3 separate regions of the Sus scrofa genome follow, and all the other regions are linked to region 3. The links are chromatin contacts, called in public Hi-C and targeted proximity ligation maps. All regions are on one chromosome and are shown on one strand. The core of a region is the stretch at or near the end of the contact, and the rest is flanking DNA. Distances in the headings are between cores, read along the strand shown. Region 1 overlaps LOC106510109 (a long non-coding RNA gene). Region 2 overlaps NME7 (nucleoside diphosphate kinase 7). Region 3 has its middle 86 kb from the start of DPT.

Region 1 (4,669 bases), core at 360-2,859, 350 kb before region 3:
CTGGGTGTGATAAGAATTCTTATCACTTATCATGTGGGCAGGTGAGGGGTCCGAATTGTCCTGTCATGTTGGGTGAGACAAGGAACATTTAAAAACTCAGTGAATCCACCCTCTCCCACCCCAAGATGAAACACTTAGCTGTAATCTAAGGGAGGCAGGACTCTGGGAAAATCCCTTACCTGGAGGAACCGGGCTCTGGGAAAATCCCTTACCTGGAGGAACCGGGCTCCACCCAGGAAATGCTAGTTTTTCAGAGAAGAAAAACCTGAACTTGGGTCTCCTTTGATGACGTATTAAACAGAAAAAAGCAAGCAAATAAACCAGAAAATAAAACAAAATAATCTCATAATAATATGAAAAGATCACTGGATTGGAATTCAGGAACCTGGTAAGGATGCTAACTGGCTGTGTGACTTTGGGAAGGTTTTGATCTTTGCTCCTCAGTCTCACTTTGATTAGCAGTAATAGTTAATTGCTAAGGTTTAAGAGAATGTATATGTGTGTGTGTGAGAGAGAGAGGCAGGCTTTCTTTCAGTCAAGGCAGGATAGACATATGCATTCTTGGGGACTGAGAACACCCCCTCACTTTGCTTTCCATTTTAATCACGAAAGCTTATAATGACCACAACCAGTGGAAAAAGCCATGCCTCCTTCACCCTTCTGGGAACCAAGGTCCTTCCTTCAGAAGCATAACTAACAAAACTCATATCTTCTGGCTTCTAGGGGACAACTTCAATAAACCAAGTTCCCATGAGGAGAGAGGGTGAGCTATTCTTTGCTAGTGGGGCATTGGAAATATTTGGCAGAGGTGAGAAGAGGGGAGACGTGGCAGAGAACAAGAGGGGTGCGGGTGGGGACTGCAATATTACACCCCTCCTTAATAGGCTTGGCAGTTCATCAGCCATCATCAGTCATCACATTTTTGGTTTTGGTTCTATCCACAGCATGTGGAAGTTCCTGGGCCAGGGAACACACCCTCATCACAGCAGTAATCAAAGCCTCAGCAGTGAAAAATGCTGATCCTTAACTCACTGAGCCACTAGGGAACTCTATAAATATTAATTACCTATTGAACACAGATTATGCATTGGAGGTGCATTGAAGTCCTACACAGTCTTTGCTCTCAAGTATCTCACTGACTTGCCAAAAGGAAATAGATTCTGTGTTCAGGTCAGACAAGCAAATGCAGGCCCTAAGGGGTTTTCAGAGGTGCCCAGCTCAAAGTGCTCCCTTTCCCTGCTTAAGGTTTGGCCAGGCAGTGTCAGTAGTGAAAAGTAAATTTTTCAGACTGAGGGATGCAAGCTTTCTGTTTGCTTTGCTCCTGGTATCCAGATGGTCACCAGGCTGCCCTGTTGAAAATTTTGTTTGGCAGGAACGTGCTCTGATTCCTTAATTCTAAGCTTTGGAGACCAGGCAGCTGAAATGAAGCAACTCTTGTGCACACTCAGCAGTATCAGGCTGTGAATGTTTCAAGCTGTCATGAGGCAGGCACCCCAGACAGCGACAGGGCCCTGGGTGGGATGCTGCCGAGTTTGTGGGGGCTTGGCCGTGGCCACTGCAGGACATGCTGAGCACAGCCGCCGAGGCCAAGCTTGAGCAGCCGGCTGCGGGGTGAGCTGCTGACTCATTGCTGCAGCCATGTTGCCTTTAGCAACTGGAACAGCTCCGGGGAATTCGTTCTTATTTTAAAGGAAAATGTGATGTAACTCTGGAGACAGCAGAGGGGAGTAGCAGATGATGTTCCAAAATCTGATTCTAAACAGCAGCTGTAACAAAGCATTTCCATCAGAATTCTTAGGCAGAACTGTTTTCTATCAGCCTTGGAAGGATGTGGTCACTTTGGGGCAGTTATCCAATCAGTCAACATGTATGTTTCAAATATTTGTTGTGTGCCCAACCCCTGTAACCCCTGTTGAGTGCTTAGGTAATGAAGAAGTGAAAGATGGTCCTTGCCCACTTGGGGATTGTTGTATAGCTGACACTAGGAGAGATTTCCTCTGTGCCAGCACTGTATTCTAGGTGCACTAGCTTATGCAATCTCATGGCAATCCTGTAAAATAGCTGTATTATTTTACCTATTCTACTGTAAGTTGGGGAGCCAGGATTTTAACCCACGTCAGTTCAGAGTCAGAGCTCTTACTACCATGTTATTTGGGACACAGAACCAATAAAAGGGTAAATGACTACCAGAGAATAATATAGGATTGATATGTCATTGCGTGATAAATCATATTTATAATATAAGCATTTATGATGAGTCCAAAATAAATCCCTATCAATCTACAGTGGTAGGTCATATGAAGGGTACAGATATGCTTACATTTAAGCAAATATGGAACCTGTGGAGGAACTTTTTTTGGGAAGGCTGAGGTCCAGATGTCCTGATGAGAAATGGGCAGGTCAGGAAGTGGGAGCGGTCAGTAATGTAACAGGAGGAGCATCAGGTGACCTGTGGCTCTCAGGCCATGATGTGCTTAGGATGGCCCTAGCTGTTGGGGAAAACACAGAAAGATGATTAAGCATATTTTTGCCCTTTGGGAATTTAGTCTAGTTGGATTTATATGACCAATTAATCAATTTATGAGCTATTAGCAAAATAGGAGGGGAAACAGAGGAAATTTAAGAGAGGAAGAGGGACCACCACTGTCCCGTTCAGTCCTTAGTGGATCACAGTTGCATTAAGGAGGAGTCTGAGGGCTATTTTGTCAGGTGATATTGACAAATACTCAAAAGCTCTTTTATTTTCTTGTAGAGGTGTTGGCCGTACATGTGGTGTGGGGCTGATCAGAACCACTTGAGTCCCTCCGTTTCCATGCCTGCAGCATAGAGAAGCTCTTGGGCCAGATATCAAACCTGAAGCACAGCAGTGACCCGAGCCGCAGCAATGACAATGATGGATCCTTATCACCTGCTGGGCCCTGAGGGAATTCTCAGATTTTTATGTCTGACTGAGATAGAATAGGGTTTTAGGAACTTAAAAATCATGAAGAAGATGAGAGAAATGAAATGAGGTGAAAATGTCTGTCTTGGGCAAAATTCCCTTGGTGGAGTGCTACAAAAGTAACAAACGAGCCCAGGAAGCCTAATGGCCTGAATAGGGTTCCTGTGACTATGGTGACAGCAGTATGAACTACAACCAAGTAGAAAGAAGCATATCTCCTCATACTTGAAAGAAATAGTTTGGCCCTGTCCCATGGGGATAGAATAATTAAGTAATTAAATAATTAATTAAAGGGGTGGGGTGGGATGAGTATAGGGGAGGAGAAATGCATCAGAATTCTTCTGAGCTGAGTCAAGAATAGCCAGAGATGACTGAGAACCATGTAAACCCATCCCAAGATAAAGGGGATTCATTGTAATTCTCGAGTGATATTTCCTATCCTTAAAATTCTCAATTCATAACATTGTTTTTCACTTCTAAATACCTAGATGTTCCTGTCCAGTGCTGAAAAAGACTGAATGAAGCAGGTCACTGCAGGAGAGTGAAGGGGGAAGCCAAGGACCCAGTGGTCTGCTATTCCAAACTGAAACCACTGTCTCTTGGCATCGCATTCTCTCTGCGTGATTAGAATAGCTGGGCGGCTTTCTCACTGGGACTCTCATTGGCCTATTTCCTGGTACAACCGGTAACAAAATGAGATCCACGTTCCTTGATAGCTACCAACTGGCTCTGGGAGTGGGCTAGAAATTTCTCCAGAGCTGGATGATGTCTCCTTTATCTCTTCATCCTTAGCACTTAAAACAATACCTGGCATATCATAGTGAGTCCATAAATGTTTATTGATCTATTTTAAACAATCTGTGCTGTGGGGTTTGCCATCTGAAAGACGCAAGATTTAAGAAAATGGTACCCTATCTCCTTTGCCTATGAATTATTATTTATTGTTATTTCTCAGATTCCTGATGATCCTTGAGGATCAGGAAAATAGGGCTGCAAAATATGGAGGATTATAAGTTATCCCAGAAATGGAAGGAAAGGAAATCTCTTTGAGAGAACTGGTTGAGGTTTTGGTTTCTTCAAGAACTGCGTGGTATTAAGAAATGAGTTGTTCAAATGCTTGCAGGAAATGTTTTCTCAAAGGAGGAGATGTTTGACAGGTGGATGAGGTCCATTTGTGCAGAACAGGTGTGGCCCATCCAGGGAAGTCTGGGGTTGGGGGTGAGGAGGTGGGTTTGGTATAGCTGGAGCACAGGGAAAAGGTGGAAAGAAGAGGCTGGAAGGGTTTTAATGGTGGGGTGGTGTGACTGCATTTTCCTTTTAGAAGGATAACCTGGAAGTAGTGTAGCAGGAGAGAGAGAAGGAAGGAGGGAGACAGCAGGACCAGTCAGAAATCTATGGCAGTAACCCAGGTGAACTGTAATAAGCACCAGAGCAAGGGCAGTGTCAACAAGCATGAAGACAAGGCAGACTGGGCAGTAATGAGCAGTTACACTTGACTGAGCTTACAAACTGAACAAGGAGAAGGAGGAGTGTAGGAAGGCAAGCATCCAGGGGATCAAGATCCTGCTGCAAAAAGATGAAATTTTTTGAAGTGTCTTTATCTTAAAAAGTCATGCAAATTTGCATAAAGACATACATAAAAGTATAAAGGTATTTTCATTGTTATGAAAATAATATTATTTATTTATTTATTTATTTATTTATTTATTTATTTATTTTGCTTTTTAG
Region 2 (4,316 bases), core at 796-3,295, 380 kb after region 3:
CAGGAAAAATCTGCATCTGCTCCTCAAAGCCAGATGTACTGAGTAAGAGCAGAAAAAGACTGGATAACTCAGATGATTGAAAATGTGTTATAAAGGCCTGTACTTTTAAGCCCAAGCCTAGTAAATCCAGGCATAGAAGGTATTCACATATACTCTCATCCAATCTGGTATCTATTAAAATGAGTGAGCTAAAATCCAGTCCTATTGATCATATAGATAAACCAGGAAAAAACAAAAAACAGACATTCCACACCTTCAGTTATTCACAGAAATTGACTTAAATCTATCTTCACGTCTCAGTGCTGTTTTCATATTGCAGACAAATGAAGCATTCAACAAAATGCAAATCTTTTGTTCTTTTATGAAACAAATAGCATCGGCAAACATTTGTTGAAAGTCTGCCACAGACAGGACACTTGATGTATCACCTGCAGACCAACTGTATCACATAACTTGAGAATGTCATAAATGCAGAATTTCAGGCCCTACCCTATGCTGACTGAATCACAATCTTCAATAAGATCTCGAGGGGTTTTCTGTGTACATGAAAGTTGAGAAAGAACAGTGTTAGATCATTTTGGGGATACTGGAGATACTGAAAAGGTATAAGACAGGTCTCCTAATTAGTATCTAAACCAGGGGGTGAGGAACATTCATAAAAGAAAATTATACAAGGAGCACACATATCTACTTCCAGATAAGACGTATGGACGATGAGTGAGAGGAGTTCAAAGGATGGCAAAAGTTACTCAAGGTTGGGGCAATTTGTGGTGTCTTAAAGGAAAAACAGTACATGAAAAAGAAGGAAAAAGTAAATATGGTATACTCAACCCTCCTCCGGATAAATTTACTCTCTAGCGGTTTTGTAACTATGATATAACTGGTGCTCTGAGGAATGAGTAGAGTCAGGAGAGAAATGGTTAGCAGTCATATGGTCTTGTCCAAACGTCCACAAGAATCTGCTTCTTAAGACATCTGTTCCACAGGAAAAGGTCCTTGAAATCTGGTTCTATCCAAAATGTTCAAGAGTGCATCTGGTTCACGCCAAATCATTTTGAAAGGGACAAATACCAAGGACATTTTGGCATGGCCCAAATGCCTTATGGATATTTTGGCCAGGACCGAATAGTCTTGCAAATATCAAGGACCTTTTGGTAGAGACCAAATGTCTACTGAATGTATTAGACAGGACAAAGAGAGAAAACAACTCATAGCAACTTGAAAATAGCATATCAGTTAGGCGGCAAAGCTTCAGAAGATAATGGAGCGAGGAATCTTGAGAGATAACATTGGCTAATTCTGAAATGTACAATCTTCTCTGAGAACAAGCTTTTTTAAAAATCCATATCATATATATTTTACTTTTTACATTAAATGTCTCAAATTTGGGTTTTACTTAGAGTATATGGAAACCTTGTCTTGAAGCATTACTGAAAGGATTTCATAGTAAAGTACAGAATTATATATATATATATATATATATATATATATATAGAATTATATATATATATTATGAGTTATTTATATTTTAATTAAGTGCTTTCAAAAAGATCATGCCTACACTTAGTACAGAGGAGCAATGATTATTGTTTTGCTATCTAATGTCACCAATCAAAAATCAATATTCAAAAGTGAATGGGTAATTAATTTTGTGCTACCCATTCACTTTTCTGCACTTTTTTTTAAGGGTCCCTGAAGTCCTTCTCTTTGGCCTTGCAAGTGCTAGGACAGTCTCCCTGAGATATAAATAAAATGCCTTTCTAACGACATCCTGAGAACACCATGGCTCAGTACAATTCATGCCAAGTGTAACTGATCCTGTGCTCAAACTTGGCACCGGTGTCAGTGGCTTTTACCAATAAGAGACTGGTAAGGTGGCAGGCTCTTAGGTGTCCAAAAATGGTAATTTCCCAGGGACTCAAGGTTTAATTTTTTTTTTTCTTTCCATCCTGACACAAAGCCTACTGTCTCTAAGTAATACCACTAGCAGCTGACATTTGAAACTGACAAGCAGCACATGTGCATTAGGAAGATAAGGCCTGGCACATGGTGCTGCGACCTCTTGGGATTTTGGAAAGCTAGCAGCTCCAGCTAGTGGCGATGCCCCATCTCCAGTGTGCACTGCTTTGGGAAAACTCTAGCCCTTCCTTCTGACTGTGATGTGGACATGTCTTATTGGAACATGGTTATTTTTGAAGAAAAACAAAACAAGTGATCTTCTCTATGAATGAAAAGAAAATGGAAAGAAAAAAGAGGTAAAATGTTAAGCTATGAGAGCTTAATGGAAACAGTATTATGTCATAGAAAACAGTTAATGCAGCCAAAGGGAGATAAAGGAATCAATACAAGAATATTTTTTGAAAAAAAAAAAGGAAAGGAAATGGCAGGGAAACAAGAGACTCAAAGGAAAAACTCTTCGTGGGAAACATTCAGAAAAAAAGTACTGGAAAAGGGTGAGGCCAAGGATGCCGATGTGAGGAAGGGGGAAATGGAAACCAGCTAAATGCCAAAATTACATAAAAGAAAGAAGAAAAAGTTCATGGTTCATAATGAAACAAAAAAAGATAGTTATCAAAATTTCCCAATCCCTGTGGGGACTAAGGTGGCACATATGGAGTAAAGGACAAGGGACAAGAAGCTGGGGGTGGGTATAGAGCAAAAGACACAAGACTTCACCGCAACAGAAGATGCTAGGGCCTGAGGAGCAAGAAAGCCAAAAACCTTCCTAAGAAAAAAAATTCAAAACACTGAGAAGAAAGTCAGGAAAAGTGCCAAGCCTAAAATAATACACAGGAAAGTGTCTTCAAAAAAGTTAAAAATTTTACAAATGATAGTTTCATGATGGGTTATGGAAATAATTGGAATGTCATAAAGCTAATTTTGAGATAGATGTTTAGAATGACACCACTCTCATATTTAAAATATCTATTGGTACCATTGTCACAGACAGAAACTATCCTGAAAGGGCCAGAGACTGACCCAGCAAGAGAATTATTCTCTTAGGTGCTTTGTGGACATTCAAAAAGTTTCTTGCGCCATATTCAATTATAATTTGGAGAAATGATGTTATTGAGATTTTGAATCATAAAAAAAAAATTTAAGATGGAACCAGGCAAAACAGAGTTCAAATCCTGACATTAATTTTTAATAGGGATATGTTCTTTGGGGGAAAAAAAATTAATGGATTTTTTTAAGTTTTAAAATAAGCCTCTCTGAGCCTTAATTTCATTTTTCGACTATAAAATGGGCACTAGAAAATTGACTGTGAAAGGAATCTAGGATAAAGCATATCCAGTTTCTGGATGAATGACTGGATACAGAGGCCATAATAAAAGTACACTAAATATGTATTTAAGCAATAGAAAATGGAAATGTAATTAATATTTTCCCTCCACTAACATTCATTTTTCAAAAAAAAAAAAAATGTATAATGAGTACCCTTCCCGATGTATCAGTGAGAAAACAAAAATCCCTTCCTTCCTGGGGTTTATGTGCTAGTGGGTGAAAACAAAAAATAAATGTGTTCAATAATAAATGATACACTGTGTTTAGAAGCTAATACTTATTATAGAAAAACATAAAAGAAAACAGGGTAGGATAAGCAATTGAGAATGTCAGGGCATTGCAGCTACACAGGGCAGGGAGTTTGGGGCAGGTTAGACCTCCTTAATCTGAGACGTCCAAGCACAAGTGCTACTAAGCACACATAACTCATGTAATGAAGTACCAATTTGGACTTCTGTAAGTAAATTATATATGATACATGGATGGCATTTTGCTATTGATGTTATCCAAAGGCTTAATTAAATGAGCTATATTTACTAAGAGTCTTCCCTTGAAATACTCTAACAATCATATTTCTATTTTTCATGTTACTCTTAATTTCTCTTCTGCGAATCTGAAGAAAATGAAAACACTCATTTGGCAAGATATATGCATTTCAATGTTCACAGCAGCATTATTTACAACAGCCAAGATAGGAAAGCAACCTACATAGCCATCAACAAATGAATGGATCAATATGTGGTGAATACAATGGACTACCAGTCAGTCACAAAAAAGAATTAAATTTTGCCATTTGTAATAGATGCACCTGGAGGGTTTTATGCTTAGTGAAATAAGTCAGAAAGAAAAAGACGAACACTGTATGTTTTTACTTATATGTAGAACATAAAAAATAAAACAAATCAATATAGCAAAACAGAAAAGATTTACATAATAGAGAACAAAAAGGTAGAGGGAAGCAGGGAGGTACAATATAGGGTTAGAGGATTAGGAGATAAAACTGCTATGTATAATATAAATAAGCTACAAGG
Region 3 (5,045 bases), core at 2,095-4,594:
TGATGATTCTAGTACATGGTTAGCTTGGAAACCAGAGATCAAAGCTTTCCTCTTGGCAGGCGTTAAGGTATGAATCATCAACACGGGAGCAGAATGTTCTGAGCTAACCTAACCTCTCCACTCGTGTTTAGTATTCATTGATGCCACCATAACTGCCAAAATGTCTACAACCAAGAGATTATGTTATCCTAGGGCAAAAATGAGGAGTATTTGGAAAGTTTTAATTAAGTTTATTGATTGCAGATAACAAAACGTCCACCTCTTCCATTGCACAATTTCTCAGAGTATATCTGATGAAAGGCTATTATGAAAAGAAAGCAGTTTCTTACATTTGCTAAAAGTCTTTCCCAAGTTTTCTATATTCCTTGGGAATCTTGGGAAGGCACAACAAATAGAATGCCAGCAATGATAATATTCTATCAGACAAATTTTCAGGAAAACCAAGAGGATGGTACATTGACTTTGGTATACATTTATTTATAAAACAACTGTATATCATCATCATATGGAGACTTTAAGTCACAAACAGAGAGAAAGAAAATTATGCAGGGAAGACTGGAGGAAAAAGGGGTGAGGGAAAGGGTTACACAGAGGGAAGAGAGAAATAACAAATTTGGGAAGCAGAAAAGAATGAAGGGGAAGAGTGGGAGAGAAACAGGATGAAATATATACGTATATGTGATCTTGTTCCTCCAGTCACACTTATGTTACCTAACAACCCAGTTTTTTCTGACTTGTGCCCTTTGTCAGTACCCAACCGGACCAGGGTATTCCAACTCCACCCCAGACTTCTTCACCTAGTGCCAGAAAATTCCTTTCATAGACTTCCAAGAAACTTTATTCTATCTGGCCAGGAGCACAGGACTCAGATGCCTAGGCCGATGGGTGCTCAGCTTTACCTGTTCTTAAATAAGTGGATCTGGCCTTTCTTCCATTCTCACTCTAGGGAAAAAGAGGGAGAGAGCTCTACTCCTTCTAAAATGGCCTGATGTGCCTCATGGACACCCTGTTGTGTGTGCAATAGGACCAGGTGTGGGGTGAGGAGGATGTAAGCATAGGTGTGGGTGGGTGGGATACGGTGTGGTATGTGGATCCATGTTTGTATACATGTATGTGTCCCTCTCACTTCTGAATAGTCTTCTGGTAGCTGGTGATCCTTGTCTGTGAGTTCATACATAATAGTGAGGCTCTAAAGAGCTAACTGGAGTTTTTCTGCACAGGTTGATCTTCTGAGCCAGTGAACCTCACTCACAAGGTGGTCAGACTGGCACACAAATGCTTCTCCGTGAGATCCATTAGCTCCCAAAGTTAGCTATGTCCTAATCCTGAACCTGTGACTATACTATATTACAAGCAAAGAGGAATTAAGTTTGTAGATGGAATAAAGGATTCGGTTTACCTTAAAGTAAAACGTTTCCCCACATTAGCAGATGTCTTCTTCAATCATCACAAAGATTAAACACGAAGCTATCAAATACATTAAAATGTGTTACCACAGAACAACTTTGGTAAAGAGGCTTATGCTACATAGACAAATATAACTTTATGGTTACTTCAAGTTTTTTCTTCTAGTATAAACGCTTCATATTAGCATCTATAATAGCAAAGATTTCTATCCATTTGAAAAGAGTTTGGAAGATACGGCTCAAATTTAGTTATCGAATACAGGTACCATTCCTCTGAAGCTATGAGAAGTTTTCCTTAAGAATAAATCCACTATTACAGAAAAAAAGAGAGAGGGAAATTATCCTGGATTACCTGAATTTTTAGACGGAGTACATGTATTATTTTGACATGAGTTAAAAATTAATTAATATTTGTAAAGCAAATTAAAAGTATCAGAACTTAATGATAGAGAACTTTATGAAGTTCTGATGAAAGTTTTCTTTTTCTGTCAATTTGGGCATGACCACATAGAAATCTAAATATAATCACAAGGGTCCTTAAAAGTGGAAGGAGGAAATTGGAAGAGAGAACCAGACAGACGCAGCATGAGAAGGACTTGGTCTGCCATTGCTGGCTTTGGAAATGGAAGAAGAGGGACACAAAGTGAGGAAAGTGGCAAGCCTCTAGAAACAGGAAGAGCAAAGAAATATAATACCCTCCTGAACCCCCTAAAAGTCAACACCTTGAGTTTAGCTCAGTGATACTCATTTTGGATTTCTATCCTCTAGATTTGTAAGAATATTTTTTTATTATTTTACACTGATAAGTTTGTGGTAGTTTGTTTCAGGAGCAGTAAGAAACTAATTCCCTCCTAATAGCAGTATAGCAGTAATAGCAGTATATATACACCTTTTCTTTTGCCCAGAAGTTTTTCCAGAGAAGAGAGAAAATAATCCTAACTTCTTGAAGTCTGGGAACCAGGCAGGGGTGTCTTACCCTTTCGTTTGCAAACTGTCCTCTAAGCACCACATTTTGTGTGGCATCACACACCTCCTTGGCTCCCAGGATGTTTGCAGTCAATCCTATTTTCAATTCCACCCTAAACTCTTTTTGACAAAAGTGGCTGGTATTTCTAATCCTGAGCCTCTATATAGTTTTATTGTATAAGTCAGTTTGCTTGCTGTTGGCTTTCCTCACTGCCACCCTAATTTGGAAGGTTTTACTAGCTTTGTTGCTTCAAATCACTTATCATCGTGAGTCCACTGTCATATGAAATTATGTAGATGTTATTAATCTTCTGCCATTGTCCTTACAGGTTTACAAATTATAACATTTTTACACGTATAAAATAAATAAACCATTTCACTGGGATTTCAGAAAGGAACAGAGACAAACAAGTCATTTCATTCATTATTCTTAACGGGAAATTTTTTTTAATCACTTTTAAAGTATTTTATAGATAGAAAACCAAGGCAATGGGTGGCTAAACACTTTCTTAGATTTTAAAATCAAGTCCTAATTGACTTCCTAGTCCATATTCACATGACTTCTCTGCCTGAAGCAGTTGGTATCTGAAAAGCCATTGGAGCTAAGTCTCCACAGTTGATCAATAGGAGCATCATGGGATCCTCACATGCATGGAGGCTGCACAGATTCCTTGACTTGTTCAAAATGCATTGTATCAAATTATCAGGCATAGAAATCTTGAATCTTAAATGTGGCTGCCCAGCTATGAACCATACTTTCCAACTCCTTCTCCCCCTTTCACCTAGGGGGTCCAAATGACTGGTTCGCATTAATGGAACATAAACAGAAGTGATGTGTGTTATCTCTAGGCAAAGGAGGTTAAGAAACATGTCGGCCTTCTCCACCCTCTCTCTTCTTCCCCTACTTGTCTGTGGGAGGCTGATGTGTAACTTTAGTGTGAACTGGAGGCAAAGTTTTATGGTAATACACCACTGGTAATTTTTAGCTTGTTTGTTACAGTATACTCTGTACTTATTACGCAAGGCAAAGCACAGACCTGGCATAGGGCAACATCTTTACAGAGGAAGGGATGACTTTTTGCTTCTCACAAAGTCTTCTTCTGCTAGCCAAGTTGTACAACTTTGAGTTGCATCTCCTCAAAGATGGGATATTTTGCCAATGAGCAAAAGTGATAGATATATGGGTTAGTGGTGGCTCTATAGGAATTAACCATTAGCTATGCTCCAAAAATTAGGAAGCTCAGTAAATATGGACAATAAGCCTGCATTAAGTCTTTGCCCTGTGGATGTACCATCCATAATTACAATAAATTGGATGGTTTAGAACAGCCCAGGGCAATGTTCAAGAAGTGAACTTGATCATTAGGCAAGTCAGTAATTTTTTAAAAAGGTTTAAAATCTTGGCTCTCAGTGTGAGAAAGTAGGTCTCTCTCCTTGTTTAAAAGCTAACTCTGATAAAACACATGAGAGACAGGAAATGAATCTGGTAACAAACCAAAAGCTAAATTTTCCAGCCTGATGAAATTTTTCCAGGAAAAGTACAGTGCCATGGGGAAATAGGGAATGGCTAGACAGAGAATTCAATTAGCCCTTTACAAACTGAGTTTACTTTTTAAGCAAAAATTTCTTTAATGCTCTTCCCCTTCTTATCCAAAAGTATGGCTGGATATGCTGCGAAAACACATTTTCATATGGTCCTTCATTTAGTTGTGAATCAATATCTTGGAAGCTCAATGGATACTCAGAAATCATTGCAAATTAGAGGAAGAATATGAAGAGAATGAGGAGGAAAGAACTAAAGAGAAGACAATGATTCCTAGATCCGCTTGCCCAAAGTTATTTTGAATGCCCTGCCTGAGAGGATAGATATATGGGGTCCTTGCAGGGGCTGAGTTCCCATTACTGAAAGCATCTAAGCAGTCCATTTTTCAAAGTTAATACTATTTGGGGTAGGAAGCTAGAGGAGATAATTGGTAAGGACTCTTCCAAACCTAAGACTCAATGGCAAAATGAAATGGTCACCAGCACACCTTTTATATCCAGAGGCCCAAATGGGCAGACTCTTTTTCCAAGTTCAGGGAAGTAAACCCATAGGAAGATGGTTAATGCCATATGGTATGGAGGATAGAGGACTTTCTGTTTAATATAGAATTTTCCTACTATAGGGCACAAACTGTTCTTTGATTTAAAGCAGTAATTACTTCTCTGGCTTGCCCATATTAGGTTGTCAGCCTTTGAGCTCTGTCATTGCTGTGCCATTGTCAGAATCAAATTACTAAAAAGGTCAGCATCATTCATATGTGGTTTGATAAGAGTGAAAATGCCCGACAGAAAGTCTATGAGCATCTAGACCCTTGAGTCTACAGCTTTGCCCTTATTTGTTAATTTTACTGTTACTATTTTTGCTCCAAGGTTTACAGGTCAAGATCATAAGCCTAAAACCATCTCTGGAAATTTACAAATAATATGGTCACCTAACTATCTTAGATGTTTCATCTAACTGGATGGAACATGCCTCCTGAGACTCTTTGCAGCCAAATGAAAACTTCTTGATGGCAGAGACCCTGCTTCTTTGAATTTCATTTGGCAGTTACCTTGGGACATTCATAAAAATTTGCGTATGGATTAACTTACTAGTTTAAAACTTACAAATGGAAATGTAGAATGAAATAA

What was found. A called contact is a pair of places that touch in the nucleus more often than the background predicts.
Region 1: a targeted proximity ligation map of skeletal muscle shows a contact between it and region 3. A contact is called at or near these places in 2 of 47 Hi-C or Micro-C datasets (embryonic fibroblasts and mesenteric adipose tissue) and 1 of 2 datasets of targeted methods (skeletal muscle).
Region 2: a Hi-C map of skeletal muscle shows a contact between it and region 3, with 7 times the contacts expected there. A contact is called at or near these places in 1 of 47 Hi-C or Micro-C datasets (skeletal muscle) and 1 of 2 datasets of targeted methods (skeletal muscle).

The regions. Positions count from the first base shown.
Region 1 is chr4:82,544,356-82,549,024 of Sscrofa11.1, reverse strand. All of the region lies in intron 4 of LOC106510109 (a long non-coding RNA gene), which reads left to right. Among named protein-coding and RNA genes, the nearest start is that of XCL1, 110 kb to the right of the region's middle.
Region 2 is chr4:81,822,275-81,826,590 of Sscrofa11.1, reverse strand. All of the region lies in intron 11 of NME7 (nucleoside diphosphate kinase 7), which reads right to left. Among named protein-coding and RNA genes, the nearest start is that of ATP1B1, 110 kb to the left of the region's middle.
Region 3 is chr4:82,199,465-82,204,509 of Sscrofa11.1, reverse strand. It overlaps the pseudogene LOC106510108. Among named protein-coding and RNA genes, the nearest start is that of DPT, 86 kb to the left of the region's middle.